Regions from separate parts of the Sus scrofa genome. Here all the other regions are linked to region 3. Evidence: chromatin contacts called from public Hi-C and HiChIP or PLAC-seq data. All regions are on one chromosome and are shown on one strand. Each heading gives the region's core, a stretch centred on a gene start, on an enhancer-like site or on the middle of the called end of the contact. The rest is flanking DNA. Distances are from core to core; before and after follow the strand shown.

Region 1 (2,948 bases), core at 154-2,653, 190 kb before region 3:
CAGGGCCAAATCCACAGCATATGGAGTTTCCCAGGCAAGGGGCTGAATCAGTGCTACAGCTGCCAGCCTGCGCCACAGCCACAGCAATGCCAGATCCTTAACCCACTGAGCGAGGCCAGGGATTGAACCCACTAGTCGGGTTCATTAACTACTGAGCCATGAAGGGAATTCCCCATAATAAAATTTAAAAAAATAAAATAAAATGTAAAAACAGAAAAAATAGAAATGGACAAGGGAAGACAAAAGAAGTAGGAGTGGCAAGTTAGTAATAGAAGAAAAGAGTTACTGAGACAAGGGTTAACCAAGAATCTTGAAAATACCATGAAAAAATTAAGATCTCTCTATGGACAAGAAACACATGCTGGCAAAAGGTCTAAAAATTGTTTTCCACCTCAGGTACACTTGTTAAGGCCAAGAACCTTTCAATTCTTATATTCTGTTTTTACTTTCACTGAGTTTTAATGCCACTACGTCTCCTTGCACCAAGCATTTCAGCAAAAACACTGCCCAAATACCAAGAGAAAATGGACTTTGGATTTGAATAAAAATCATTTTCGCCTTATACTCACTTGGCTCTTCTTTCCTCTTGCATCTGTGGTTTGGTCCGTTGAGCCTTATCTCCCATACGGGTACCTTCCAACTTCCCAACCAGGGAGAGCACCTCTCCTGTGGGTTCATCCCGGCGGGTCCGGTCAATGAGAGAGCGGTCAGCTTGGAGGACAAGATTCGAGTTCTGAAAAGATAACAATATGATCGAAGTTCTGACGTGAGCAGGACCAATTCCTCTATCACAAGGTGATAACCATTAGTTGGAATAAGATATTTTCCTTAGAAAGAGCATCGTACAATTGCGCGTGAGACAGAGGTAATCAAATAGGTAGAACAATCCTTGCTCCTAACACTGCCCACAATAATTCTCACCTGGGAAAAGTTGGGGGTGACTTACGGAAGAGGGCAGGTAAAGCGCTGAGGGGACAGGGGACAAACACTCCTAGCAGAGCTCTTAGCCCATCCCACTCGTCCCAGACACCAGTGGGGTTATTAGTCTTATCATCATGTACCCACACCTTCGCCCGGATCTGACTTCCCCTCTGATTTGGCAGTTCTTCCGAAGGCCTTCAGACAGAAGCTCCCTTCCGCAGACTCCCGCTCCCCACCGAGGTCCCCAGCCCAGAGCCCTGCGCCGAGCCTGCACGCACCGCCTTGTACTCGTACTGCAGGCTACGGGCGGTCACATCCGCCATGGCCGCCGCTGCTCCGGGGTCTCAGCACTCCTCTTCCCCCACCGCACGCTCTCAACGGTCACGGATATCCGCTACCGCCGCGCCGAAACAACGCAGAAGAGACGCAATGGAGGGAGAAAGAGACGAGCTTACTTCCGCTTCCGGGTCGCTCGCCGGAAGTGCAGGTGACCGTATCTACGGCGTGTGCGTTCCTCTTTCCTGAGACCTTATGGGCTCGGTTGGTTGGACCGACGAATTCCGAGACCCTCAGACAATGGTTCCGGACCCACGTCCCGTACTTTCTTACACCTCGGCCTCCGGCCTCCAAGACTCCTCACATCATAGCGAAGCGTACGTCTGTTTACCCCCTATCCTGTCTCAAGCGCTTTTCTACCGGCTTCTTCCTCTGGAAACAGTCCTGTGAGCTATGCCGGCAAGGAGAAACTAATGAACCCCATTTCTGGCTGAGAAAACTGAAACACCTGTGTGCCTGTGTCTGATATCTTCCTTGGGTTTTTCCTCTATATTGAACGATTGAAAGAACGCTCTGTTCCCCACCTGTCCCACCTAAAACCCATGCCTCCGGAGCTCTCATTCTGGTCTCACTTTACGCGGCAGGGCCCTCCCCACGATTGAAGAACTTCGGTGAAAGCAGCTACCCTCCTGGCAGGCCAACTCCTTGAAGACAGTAACAATTTCTTCTCCAACAACGAAGCCTATCCGGGCCCTGGAGGCACTCCTGCCTTCCTATCCCCTGCCTTCCCATCCCGAGTTCTGCTCTATGGAATGGCAACTAATAGCTGAATAGTTATAGCTTGTTTGTTTTTGAAAGATTAAGGGAAGCTAAAGGAATTCATCCTCTATGGCTGATGGCCATGGCCGACAGCTGCTGGTCCAAATTTCCCCTACAGGAGTATTTTGTTTGACTCACTATCTGGGATTGTTGAAAGTTCCTGGTGGCCTTGCAGTTAGGACCTGGCGTTATCTCTGCTGTGGCTCAGGTTCTATCCCTGGCCTGGGAACTTCTACATGCCAAGGGTGCAGCAAAAAAAAAAAATAAATAAATAAATAGCAAAGGACTGACCTTCTTACATGGCTGACTTGCCTGGTGCTAATCAGCAACTGCCACTTTCATTAGATGCACATGTTCTTCCCACAGACCCTGTAATTGCTTGGCCCCTGTAGGCATGAGGTTTGCAGCCCTGAGAGTTTTTTGTATATATAACTGGGCCTTCCAAGAGACAGTCAAGTTCTGTGGCAGCTCTGCTCCTCAGTGGCTTTGTGACTTTGAGTAGCTGCCTTGTTTCTAGGTGAGTGTCATTTTGTCATCCTTAAAATTGAGGCAGTAAAACTTTCCTCTTAGGTCTTTTGGTAAATGAGATAGTGTGTTTAAAAGCACCAGCAGGGGTTCCCATCATGGCTCAGCAGTAATGAACCCAACTAGGATCCATGAGGATTCGGGTTCAATCCCTGGCCTTTCTCAGTGGGTCAGGACCCAGTGTTGCCGTGACCTGTGGTGCAGATCGCAGACATGGCTCAGATCCTGCATTGCCATGGCTGTGGCATAGGCCGGCAACTTTAGCTCTGATTTCACCCCTAGGCTGGGAATTTCCATATGCTTTAGATGAGGCCCTAAAAAGACACACACAAAGTACCAGCAAAGTGCCTGACTCAGATAGGGGCTCACTGAAGGTAACTTGAATTTGAATCCTCAAGACCAGAGTT
Region 2 (2,706 bases), core at 139-2,638, 230 kb before region 3:
GGCAATGGAACTGACTTCTGCTTATTGAAAATACCATAGACTCCCTTTTTCCTCTAACAACAATTCAATTACTATAGAACTCAAAAATATTTCTAAAAATCTAGCAGTATTTAAAACTTCCTTTTTCTCCATCAATCAGTTGGCCCCAAAGAAACCTTCCTATATCCCACAGGCTCCTTAGACGGAAACAGCTAATTGTGATGCCTAGCAAGAACCCTTATCTTCTTTCCGATACACAGCGCCCTTCCTCCGGCAGAATCCTAAAATAGCAGTTCAGATTAGCATGGCGTTGAGGAGTGGGAGCCTGGCTGAATAACATCAGAATTAATGAGCGGCCGGACCCCAAACAGAGCCACCTGGTGGGCAGGAATCGGGCTGTTTCCTTCAACCAAGTGCCTGCTCCAGGCTATCTCAGCTCCAGCCCGCACCACATTCGCTCTCGGAAGAGGAGGCCCTATTGCCCAGAAAGAAGAGGGCCGGCGCGCAGCGCCCTCACCTTTCAGCAGGTCCGGGTGCACGTAGCCCAGCACGTCGGAGACCCCCAGCTCCTGGCGGGAACAGGTGCCACCGTGGATGTGCAACCAGGCAGGCTCGGCGAGGGCAGTACACAGCGCGGTGATGGACAGGGCACCCGGTAGGGCTGAGGCCAGGCTACGCTCCGGCTGCTTGGGCAAAGCGCTGCCTCCCGGGCTCCTCCGCCGGCGCCCGCCGGGCAGCCCTGCGCCTCCGGGGGCGTACATGCCCGGGGCCGCCCGCCGTAGCTCCGCGGTCGCTGCTGGTCGCCGCCGACCTCCGCGGGGCGCACAGAGCCTGCCTGTCCAGGGGAGGAGAGCAACGCACTGGGTTCGCAGCAGGTAAGGCTGGAGCAAAGCTGTCAGGGTCCATGCTGATGAGGACAGGGGTGGGACAGAGGGCCGAGCTGAGACCCGAGAGCTGCGGGGGTTAGGGAACTGGGACCGGGTCCCTGGAGTGGGACTGCGGAGGTGCGGGATGAGGACCGGGAGAGGGCTAGGGGCCCGCTGCATCTCGGCAGAGCGGAGTAGGGAGAAGGCTGGGACGAAGGTATCCGTTACTGGTGGAAGAGAGTCTTGACCAGAGGGGTCTTGGCCAGAGGGAGTCGAAGCGCGGAGAACTAGCCTGGGCCGCAGGGATCGGGGACCCAGGATCTGGGAACGGCGCTCTGGGGTGCGACCTATACCCAGAAAGGACCCGCCTCTCACTAACTCCTAATCCTTACCAGTCAGCAGGCCTTAAGTGTCTGGATGGCGTCGCTCCGTCCCGTCAAGGGCTCCTCAGCTCTGCGGGGCCGACCGTTCCCAGGCCCCAAACCCGCAACGCCCGGACAGACCCGGGCCCGATCCACTTCCGGCTTCTACACCTCTGCCCCCGCCTCCTCCGGCTCCCCGCCCCGTCCCCCGCGCCAGACACAGCCCGGGCGCGCCGCCGGTCCCCTGCGCAAGGCCTCACGGGACTGGTAGTTCTAGCCGATACCGCGATGTTTTCCGCTGTGGGGACTGGAGAGGGGTGGCTAAGGACCGACTACAACTCCCAGAGGGCAGCGCGGCCGCAGCAGCGGACCCTTTAGTTCCTAAGAGAACCCGCGGCCCTTGGGCGGAAGCAGGTTTGCGTGGTGGGAGCCGCAGTCGGCAGTGCTGTCTCTGCTCACCACTTTCTGCGCCAGGCCGCCATGAAGGACTCGCTGGTGCTGCTTGGCCGTATCCCGGCGCACCCGGACTCCCGCTGCTGGTTCCTGGCCTGGAACCCCGCGGGAACTCTGCTGGCCTCGTGCGGTGGCGATCGTAGCGTCCGCATCTGGGGCAGAGAGGGTAAGGCCGGTCCCGGCTTGCCGCCGAGGGATCTACGTGTGCTTGGTGTGGGTACCATGCTCTGGGAGTGCGCAGCCTGCGGGGCAGCAGATTCAGAAAGGCGGGGTCACTGGCCGAGGGAGAAGATGGAGGAGCCACTTTCGAGTTGGACATTAGCCACTCTCTGGTTTTTCTGGCTAGAAGCAAAGATGTCAGTAGATGGCCGAAATAGGGAATTATGACAGTTTCTGAGGCAGGAAAATGAGAGAAGGTGGTAGGAAAGTAGCCTGCAGAGTATTTTGCGACAGACGATGAAGTTTACATTTTGTCCCAACGGTATTTGAGAGCCATTGACTGTTTAGGGCCGCATCCGAGGCCTATGTAAGTTTCCAGGCTAGGGATCAAATCGGAGCTGCTGCTGCCAGCCTACGCCACAGCCACAGCAACACTGATCTGAACTGCATCTGCAGCCTACACTGCAACAGCGGATCCTTAACCCACTGAATAAGGCCAGGGATCCAACTCGCATCCTCATGGATACTAGTCGTGTTCTTAACCCTGAGCCCCAACAGGAACTCCACCACTGACAGTTTTAAATCAGGAGGGCAACTCCTCATTTGTTTTAGAAAGATGCCTCCTAAGGAAGTGGATTCAGTTACAGCTTTCTGAAAGCATGTTGTTAAATACACCCACTGAACTTTGCCCTCTCAGCTGGGCTCCAATACTGGTCCCCATTACCCAGTGGCATCGTTAGTACTTCAGTATCTTCTTGTGCACCCAGCTCCAGAGCCTGGTCTGCTCTCTGCTTTTAGGCGACAGCTGGATCTGCAAATCTGTCCTCTGTGAAGGCCACCAGCGCACCGTACGGAAGGTGGCCTGGTCTCCCTGTGGAAATTACCTG
Region 3 (3,006 bases), core at 59-2,558:
CATATTACAGTGTTGATGATTAATTAGAGGCTGCAATCACGGGTTACAATATCCAGGGAATTTCCTGATGACTTTTGCCTTGCAACAGGCCTGCTGCAGCTGGCTGTCCCGGAGGAAGTGGGGACTGAGCAGATGGCCTGCAAAGGATCTGGCGGTAGACTTCTCTCTTCCTTCTGAGCCATTGTTCTCAACCCAGATTTGCATTATCACTGCTGGGGCATTATCATAAGTACCTGTACCCAGACCTGCCCCCCGAGACCTCAATTGCCCCCAGACCTCTGCCCCTGCCCCCAGAGATCCCAGTGGCCTGGGGTGGGGCCAGCATCAATATTTTCTAAAAGCACCCCAGAGGATTCTAATGTCCAGTGTAGGGATTCACTGCAATTGACCCCAGCACACAGGAGCCACACTGTTGCTGAAGGGGATCGAATTGAATTAGCTGCATCCCAGGATCTGGGACGCTTCCCCAAGCCTGGGTCTCTGGCAGAGGAGGAGGGCCAAGCAGACAAAATGGGAGAGGGGTGGACTGCTCCCCAGCCTAGCTGGAGCTGGAAGTCCTCTTCCCAGAATCGCAGCGTCCCGCAGGAGGTCATGGCAAAGAGGTCAGAGAGTTTCCCTTAGAGAAACTGAGGCTGGTGACAGGAGAGTGGCCCTAATCACTAGCTCTAACCTAGCACTTCTCGCATTGCCACATGCATGGGAACCTACCTCCAGGCACCTTATTAAGATGCAGATTGATTCAAAAGGGGCATCTGGGATTCTGCTTTTCATGGAAGTTCCCAGTTGAGGGCTCAAATTGGAGGTGCAGCTGAGGCCACAGCCACAGAAACACCTGATCTGAGCTGCATCTGCGACCTACAACACAGCTCACTGCAACGCCAGATCCTTAACCCACTGAGTGAGGTCCAGGATGGAACCTGCATCCTCACAGAGAACACACTGTGTTCTTAACCCCGTGAGCCACAGTGGAACCTCTGGATTCTGCTTTTCTAACAAGGTGGATCTGTGAACCCAACTTTAGATGATAAGCCCTAAAAGTTAGTTTGGAGGCTTACAGGTACCCTGGCCCTTGACCTCCAGGCTAAGGCCTTCCCAAGGCCCCAGATCAAGGCCTGACCACTGACTACTCTGAACTGGCTTTAACAAGGTAGATGTGCTCCATGCATAGCCCTGGAGTTGCTGGGGACAGTGGTGCTATTGCCTGGGCTGAGAAGTTTGGCTGAGGTAGGGGGAAGGATGGGGGAAGCTAGAGTTCTGCCCCTGGTGTTAATTTGTCCTCCTTTACCCTCCCTGGGCTCTGGTGTCCTCATGAGTAAAACAGGAAAAGAGGGAGTTCCCATTGTGGCTTAGCAGTAACAAACCCGACTAGTATCGATGAGGATTCAGGTTTCACCTCTGGCCTCAATCAGGGGGTTAAGGATCTGGTGTTGCCGTGAGTTGTGGTATAGGTTGCAGACGTGGCTTGGATCCTGTGTTGTTATGGCTGTGGTATAGGCCAGCAGCTGCAGCTCTGATTCAGCTCCTAGCCTGGGAACTTCCACATGCTGCAAGTGCAGCCCTAAAGAGAGAGAGAAAACAGAAAACCAGGATGAGCTGCTCTGTGGGCCCCTTCCAGTCCCAATGGGCCAAGACTGTGGTCGTGTTGACAGAGAAGGGACAGCTGCTTCCCAGTTGACTTCAGAAGATGTTGCTGAAGGTCCAGTGACCTTCTCTTGAACACCGAGCCCCCTGCCAGGCTCTCCAGAAACAGTCTCCCAAAGGTCAAAGGCAAACTGTTGAGAAGTCAACAGCAATCACAGTAAGTCCACGGTTGGTGCTTCCGGCTGGCCCAGCCTATGGGACCAGGGCTAGGGGCATCCCCTTATCTCTGGGCAGTGCTGGAGCCAGAGAGCCTGCCTTCCCTACCTCCCCCCCCAACCCCGTATGGCTGGCTGCCTGCCTTGGGTGGGTTGGAGCAAGAGCACCTTGTTGATAAACCACATTCCTATAAAAGAGATAATTATGGAATCTTATCAGGGAAGTCAGGCCTTGAGCCTCAGCCCATCTGGAAAATTACTGCACAAGTTCTGGACATCAGGCTGCCCAGTGTCAGCAGGCTGGGGTGGTATGGTCTCATCTTTAGGACCTCAGCTGGGTGGGTGTCCTGAGAACTGAAATACTGCCTCAGGACTGACATCCAGGGGATGGGGGTGCCCAGGCCACCCCACCCCCCACCCCCGTCACACAACTCCCATGTCTATTGATTCAACAAACACTGCTAAGTCCAGTGCCGCATTAACTTGCTAATCCTTGCAGGAACTTCTTGAAAAGTTCTATGTATTGTAATAATTATCATTTTACAAATGGGGAAACTGGGGCACAAAGGGGTGAGCAATTTATTCACAATCACAAGGCAGTAAGTGACAGACCAGGGCGTGCCCAGGCAGGCTGGCTTCAGAGGTGATGCCTTAAGTGCCAGGCTGTGCGTCCCCCACCATCCTCACTCAGGCCACCGATGGCCCCTTGGGACGTTTAGCTGCCACTAACATCTTCCCCATTCGACTGACACTAGTGGGGGCTTTATGGATAGTGGCTGACTGGTTGCCACCTCAGGATGAAGACTGAGCCCTTCCCTCCCCTCCAGGCCACCCCCGCGCTTGGCAGCAAGGCTGTTGTAAACGTTTGTCCCAGGAAGGCCCTCTGAGAGGAGGGAAGCTTCTGGACGGTGATTGAGGCGGCCCCTGCTGGCTGCGGTCGGTACTGCAGGAGGCGCGAGTTCCTGTGAGCCGTCGAAACTGGGAGGGGCGCCCTCAAGAGACGGAGGTCAGAGGTCCTGAGGCTTCTGAGACTTCTGCCATCGCCCCGCCGCCCCTACTACCTCATCTTGAAGCTCCCCGCAATCCCTCTCTGCCCCCCCACCTGTCTCCTCACTAGCTGTCAACCCTCACCTTGCCCTGAGCTCCATCCTTACAATGGGCTGTACCACAGGTCACCTCCTTAGATGCCTCAAGCACTCTTTGAAGCTGC

The links. Hi-C and Micro-C count contacts between places; a contact is called where the count stands out from the background. HiChIP or PLAC-seq counts read pairs in DNA pulled down with a chosen protein or histone mark.
Region 1: a contact with region 3 is called in an H3K27ac HiChIP or PLAC-seq map of alveolar macrophages. The contact joins the promoter of SNRNP200 here to the promoter of NEURL3 in region 3. A contact is called at or near these places in 4 of 5 promoter capture datasets (fetal liver, fetal skeletal muscle and liver), 26 of 47 Hi-C or Micro-C datasets (adipocytes, alveolar macrophages, blood and 16 more) and 2 of 2 datasets of contacts at active chromatin or transcription factors (alveolar macrophages and skeletal muscle).
Region 2: a contact with region 3 is called in a Hi-C map of liver, with 3 times the contacts expected there. The contact joins the promoter of TMEM127 here to the promoter of NEURL3 in region 3. A contact is called at or near these places in 1 of 5 promoter capture datasets (fetal skeletal muscle), 2 of 47 Hi-C or Micro-C datasets (heart right ventricle and liver) and 1 of 2 datasets of contacts at active chromatin or transcription factors (alveolar macrophages).

Annotation. Positions count from the first base shown.
Region 1 is chr3:46,927,521-46,930,468 of Sscrofa11.1, reverse strand. SNRNP200 (U5 small nuclear ribonucleoprotein 200 kDa helicase) reads right to left here and starts at 1,403. Exons shown (of 45, transcript XM_021087098.1): 1 at 1,200-1,403; 2 at 570-733. The coding sequence starts at 1,244. LOC110259970 (a long non-coding RNA gene) reads left to right here and starts at 1,441. Exons shown (of 2, transcript XR_002342509.1): 1 at 1,441-1,574; 2 at 1,842-2,280.
Region 2 is chr3:46,965,540-46,968,245 of Sscrofa11.1, reverse strand. It overlaps TMEM127 (transmembrane protein 127), which reads right to left and starts at 1,388. Exons shown (of 11, transcript XM_021087100.1): 1 at 1,238-1,388; 2 at 497-814. The coding sequence starts at 740. It overlaps CIAO1 (probable cytosolic iron-sulfur protein assembly protein CIAO1), which reads left to right and starts at 1,243. Exons shown (of 6, transcript XM_013995867.2): 1 at 1,243-1,826; 2 at 2,618-2,706. The coding sequence starts at 1,688.
Region 3 is chr3:46,739,938-46,742,943 of Sscrofa11.1, reverse strand. It overlaps NEURL3 (E3 ubiquitin-protein ligase NEURL3), which reads right to left and starts at 1,308. Exons shown (of 4, transcript XM_003124839.5): 1 at 1-1,308.